2 separate regions of the Drosophila melanogaster genome follow, and region 1 is linked to region 2. The links are chromatin contacts, called in public Hi-C maps. All regions are on one chromosome and are shown on one strand. The core of a region is the stretch at or near the end of the contact, and the rest is flanking DNA. Distances in the headings are between cores, read along the strand shown.

Region 1 (2,838 bases), core at 261-2,760, 64 kb before region 2:
GCGAGTTTCAGGTACACGGGTCCCTGGCAGTCATTGCGGCCATGTTGGATGCTCTGGGAAAAGTGGATGGATTGCGGCCGGCGGAGCCGGGAGAGTTCACAAAGAGAGCGTTCTTTGGTGGCAAACTGGATTTGACAGAGGTGGAGGGATTGGCCGATCTTATCCATGCTGAAACGGAGGCGCAAAGAAAGCAGGTAGACAGTGGACTTAGGGTCTCATAAATTTTGTTTCAAGTCTCTTCTTTCTCCAGGCACTGCTACAAAGCACTGGAGCACTGGCTCGACTCTACGACAACTGGCGCCGTCGACTTATTCGCTGTGCTGCCCATTTGGAGGCCTACATAGACTTCGCCGAAGAGGAGCAAATCGAAGGCGGCATCATCCTGCAACTCGGCAAAGAACTAAAGGCGGTAAAGCGTGAGATTCGCGAGCATTTGAGTGACCAGCGGCAGGGAGAGCTCCTCCGCGACGGAGTCCGCACTGTGATCATTGGAGCACCCAATGTTGGCAAGAGTAGTCTGCTCAATCTCCTCTGCCAGCGATCCGTGTCCATAGTGACGGATCAGGCGGGCACCACAAGGGATATTATAGAAACAATGCACAATTTCGGAGGATACCCGGTGGTATTTTCCGACACAGCCGGATTACGCCGATATACTACGGATAGTATAGAGCAGGAGGGAATGCAGAGAGCCAAGAATTGTCTAGTCCAATCTGATTTGATATTGCTCCTAGCAGAAGCCAAGAACATTGCACAGCTGACGCACGACGACGCAGTTGCTCCGTTTGTAGATAGCTATCTGGGCGAGTTGGATATACCTCTGGACATGTGCTCAGGGAAACGTCTGCAATTGGTGGCCAATAAAACCGACACTTTGACGGATGAGGAGCATCAGCAGCTGGACAAGCTGTCCAACGTGTTAGCCATATCATGCCATAAGCCCGATAAGATGCCCGTGTTTCTGGGATCACTGGAGAAGCAGCTGCAAGAACTGTGCGGAGAACCGCGGGCGGAGAATCCACGCATCACAAACACACGCTACCGTCAGCAACTGGAGCGCTGCATTGAGAACATTGATATTTTTCTACGAGATTACAGACCCGACGTTTACCCGGACATGGCCATAGCCGCCTCCAAGCTGCGCAACTCCGTGCGCTGCATCGAACGCATCACCGGACACATCAGCTGCGAAGATATACTCGACGTGGTCTTCAAGGACTTTTGCATTGGAAAGTGAAGAGATAGTTTATAGTTGTGAGTTGCGAAGATTACACTGCCCATGTTGAGTATTGAATAAAATATTCATTTGTACCCTAGAGTTTTGATAAGCATAATAAATTAACATTTCTGCACGGATAAGAAAGATTGGAATTACATTTATTTCTAAAACCAATCCTTACATTTTCATATAAATATTTTTTTGATCAGAAAAAAGGTTTTTCAAAATTACGTTACTTTTAGAGTGACCTTAACTTTGGAGTTGACCATTCCGCAGTCGATAGCGATATGGGCACACAGTGTGATATTGTTTACGTGTTTTACTCGAAGAGATTTGTTTTTCTTAGAAAAATATGTCATCCTGGATCACAGGACTGGCGGACAAGGCCGAAAACATTTTGAACAAGCTGGACCAAAATGCGGCAACGGCCCTGCAGACAGAGAACGCCACAGGTTCAGCGGATCCCATGCGTAGGAGCATGACGAGCAGCACCCAATCACTGTCCACATCCCTGAAGTCCACTCTGTCGCCAGTGCGGCGCTCGGGGGCCAATAGCTCATCAAGTGTAAAAAGCGATGGCGGGGTCTCCGTGGTCACTAAGGACATGCGCCAAAAGATGACCACGTCGGCCAGTTTCTCCAACAGTCCCGACATATCCGCCAACTCAATGGACACAAATGAATTGGCTGCCTTCAAGATCGCCCTGAATGAAATCACGGCCGAAAGAGATGAACTGCGTCTGCGCTTGGAAGATCTTAATAACGAAACCGAAAAGTTTGATCTGCATCAACACACCCAGGTGCTGGAAGCTCTGGTTAAAAGTCTGTCCGAAGAGCGGGACAAGGCGGTTCATGACTACAATGAGGCCCAGGCAGCTAACATGGCGTATGTGCACTCCATCTCCGAACTGGAAACCAATCTGGCCAAGTTGCAGCAGGAATACATAAGCGCCGCTCACAAATTGCAAATGCAAACAAAGGAAACGGAGCAGCAGCGCCAGGAGCTTCAGGAATACCGTATCAAGGCTCAGCGAGCTCTGCAAGCAAAGGATTCCCTCATCGCAGAGTTGAAGGCGAAGCCCACGGAGGAGGGCGCAGATCCAAACCTGGTGTCCAAGGACAGTGAAACGCGTTTTCTGCAAATTGAACACGAGTCACTTAAGCAAGAACTAGAGCATGCCAACGAGGAACTGCAAAAGGCGCGCTTGCAGCTGGACGATTACGTTTCCCAGGAAAGACAACGACAGGTGGAACTAAGCTCTGCCCGCCAACGCGAGGAAACACTAGCAAAGGAGTTGCGACAGGCAAGGGAACACAGTGTGACCTCCGAATCCGATCAGCGAGTGCTCACGCAGGAACTGGCCTCACTGCGGCAGCAACTTAGTAACCAAATGGCTGCTGCCGCCACTCGACTCCAGGAGCGGGAGCAGCAGCTTCAGCAGATGCGTCAGCGATTGAGCGAGGAAGCCAACACGGGAGCCAAGAGCGATTACGAGACTCGGCTAAAGGCTTTAACCCAATCACTGGTCGAACGTCAAAGTCTTCTGGAAAGAGTTACGAGTGAGAGAAATGCCCTGCGACTACAGCACGAAAAGGCACAGACGCAGCTACAGCAAAACA
Region 2 (2,700 bases), core at 2-2,501:
GACGCATTGGCGATTTTAGCCATGATCGCTGATTTGTTGGCTCAAGTCGAGTTTTCGTATTGGAAAGGGTTGCTTTTGGCTAGATATTATTGCTATTCAAACGATACTCATTGAGCTTGTTGTTGTTGGTAATTGCATTCTCCCTTCTCTCTGCTCCACGCAAACACTCATACGCACACACACACACGCGCGCAATCGGCACTTGGCTTAGAACAGGTTATTTTTATTTTTTTTAAGTTATATTCCTCTTTTTCTGCTAGTTGTATTATTTGCAAACTTTCGCACGCGACACTTTCTAGCCTGAATTTGAATATTGAGCACAGAGATTCCACTTTGAGCCAACTAATTTGCCATTTCTTCCCAGGCCACGATTCTGAATCACACCAACACACACACACACATACGAGCGCCGAAGACTTGGCTTAAAAGAGAGGTGCGCTGTTCTTGTTGTTGTCGCTGCCCTTTTGAACTGCAAGCAGCACACACACACGCGCGCGCACACACATTGGCCAAAACGGGGCGAAAAAAACGTTACGAGCGCGAGCAACCAATAAAACGTACGTACGAGCAGCAAGAAAAATGTTCGACCGTTTGAATCGGCGATATCCGTTTCGTGGGCTTATATATGGTGCAGTGTGACCAGTCCGCTTGGCTAGGTTTGGCTGGATTTTGATATAGAGTCAACATGCATGGCCACACTGATATTCAAGTTGCACAGTGGTACAATATGTACAAAAAAAATATTTTGTTCTTGAATTGATTTCGCACAAGAATTAAACCGTTAATTACATTTTCATAAAACTTTACTGATATAACTATTCAATATATCAATTAATATCGTGTGTATGTCTAGGTGACATTCCAAAATACACGAGCATAGTAAAGTTTAATTTATGGCGGGAACATGAAAACGTAAACTTCACTTAAATTACCAACGGCAGTTATGGGTTTTGTAAGTTGTGACCTACATCATCATAATCCAAATAGAATAAACCTTTTATAATACCGCAAATCTTAACTTGCGAAAATTCCGCACTGCACATATTTTCAAGTCGGAATGCATAAAAGTAAATTCCCCATAAATCAAGAAGCCGGCGGATAGCAACTACGTACTTAATGTAAATGTAAACGGCCACAAAGCGCCGACTTATCGTTTCAAAGAGAACTCAGCATAAACAGGCAGCACCGACAACATGTCGTCAATTTTTGGAGGTCTAGGTGGGACTATATAATGTGGGTAAGCCTGGTTAGAAATCACAGCAGTTGGGGAATTAGCAAAATGGGCAAATCGCAAAATAATACTGGTTCGCTTTTGCTACTGATTATACTGGGCATTTCTCTGGGAGATTCCATGCCCCTGGAGGATATGGACTCCCAGGAAATGATTGACTTGACAGATCTTGGAGATACTCTGTTCGGTAATCCGGACGTGGAGACGACTGGAGCTTTGGTTGAGGCACTCGGTGTGGAATCCCCGCTGAATCCCGAGGAGCTGGGAACCTACCACGAAGGTGACATCCTGATTCCACTGAGCTACAGGGACGCCCGATTCAATGGCACTCGTAATGGCATTTTGGCGCTGAGTTCCCGCTGGCCGGGCGGCGTTGTGCCCTACGAGATCAAAGGTCCTTTTACCAGCCAGGAATTGGGGAATATTAACCACGCTTTTAAGGTGAGGTTTCAGTAATAGTCCCTATTACAATTTACAAATAAGATTTTGTATCTTAGGAATACCACACCAAAACATGCGTGCGCTTCAAGCCCAGGACCACCGAAAAGGATTACATCTCCATTGGTAGCGGAAAGTCTGGCTGCTGGAGTAGCATTGGGCGCTTAGGTGGTCGCCAGGAAGTGAATCTGCAGTCGCCCAACTGCTTGCGTACATACGGCACTCCCATTCACGAGCTGATGCACGCCCTGGGCTTCTTCCATGAGCAGAATCGTCACGAACGTGACTCCTATGTGCGCGTGATGAAGGACAACATCAAGCCCGAGATGATGGTCAACTTCGAGAAGTCCAGTTCCAGGACACAGTACGGCTTCGGCGTGGAATACGACTATGGCAGTGTGATGCACTACTCCCCCACCAGTTTCACTCGGAATGGCCAGCCCACGTTGAAGGCACTGCGTGCCACATCCGATGCCAGCCAGATGGGTCAACGCAAGGGCTTCTCAGCCGGAGATGTGCGCAAGATCAACGCAATGTACAAGTGCAAGGTGTAGATGACAACTGCAGTCGAAGCATTCGGTAACAGTATTTTGACAAACATAAATATTTATCATCAACAATCAATTGTGTTTACTGAAAAAATATGTCTATGGGTACAATATTTGGTTAGATAATTAACAATCGCCTATGTGCGTCGTGTCTTGTACTGCTCCGGGAACTCTCACGCCATCCCATCCTAGTGGTACGGCAGGTTCTTATTTGTCTCAAAGAAATAGTTGCCCTGCATGTTGAGCTCCTTGCAGATCGTCGAGAATCTTCGGATGGCGTTGTACGTGCCGAGGTTACTTCCATCTTCACAGGGAAACACAAAGCATAACAGAAGATACTATATATACAGCACAGCAAGTGTCCGATTGCATGCATTGGTTGGTTGATTGGTTAGTAATCCGGATCATTCACTCCAGTCAGCGGATGGTTAGTGGGGACGCGCCTTTTGGATGGTGGCCTTACCTGGGCCCGCGAAACCGGCA

What was found. A called contact is a pair of places that touch in the nucleus more often than the background predicts.
Region 1: a Hi-C map of the OSC cell line shows a contact between it and region 2, with 2.9 times the contacts expected there. The contact joins the promoter of Golgin84 here to the promoter of CG5715 in region 2. A contact is called at or near these places in 8 of 107 Hi-C or Micro-C datasets (the Clone 8 cell line, the D17-c3 cell line, the OSC cell line and 4 more) and 1 of 6 datasets of contacts at active chromatin or transcription factors (the S2 cell line).

What each region holds. Positions count from the first base shown.
Region 1 is chr3R:24,356,610-24,359,447 of dm6, reverse strand. It overlaps Golgin84 (Golgin-84), which reads left to right and starts at 1,510. Exons shown (of 2, transcript NM_142993.3): 1 at 1,510-2,838. The coding sequence starts at 1,572. It overlaps CG18528, which reads left to right. Exons shown (of 3, transcript NM_142994.4): 2 at 1-194; 3 at 251-1,353. The coding sequence ends at 1,237.
Region 2 is chr3R:24,292,950-24,295,649 of dm6, reverse strand. It overlaps CG5715, which reads left to right and starts at 1,251. Exons shown (of 2, transcript NM_142985.4): 1 at 1,251-1,672; 2 at 1,729-2,284. The coding sequence starts at 1,280. The coding sequence ends at 2,223. It overlaps Uck (Uridine-cytidine kinase), which reads right to left. Exons shown (of 8, transcript NM_001260352.2): 7 at 2,681-2,700; 8 at 2,279-2,521. It overlaps crb (crumbs), which reads right to left and starts at 572. Exons shown (of 14, transcript NM_001260355.2): 1 at 1-572. The coding sequence starts at 23.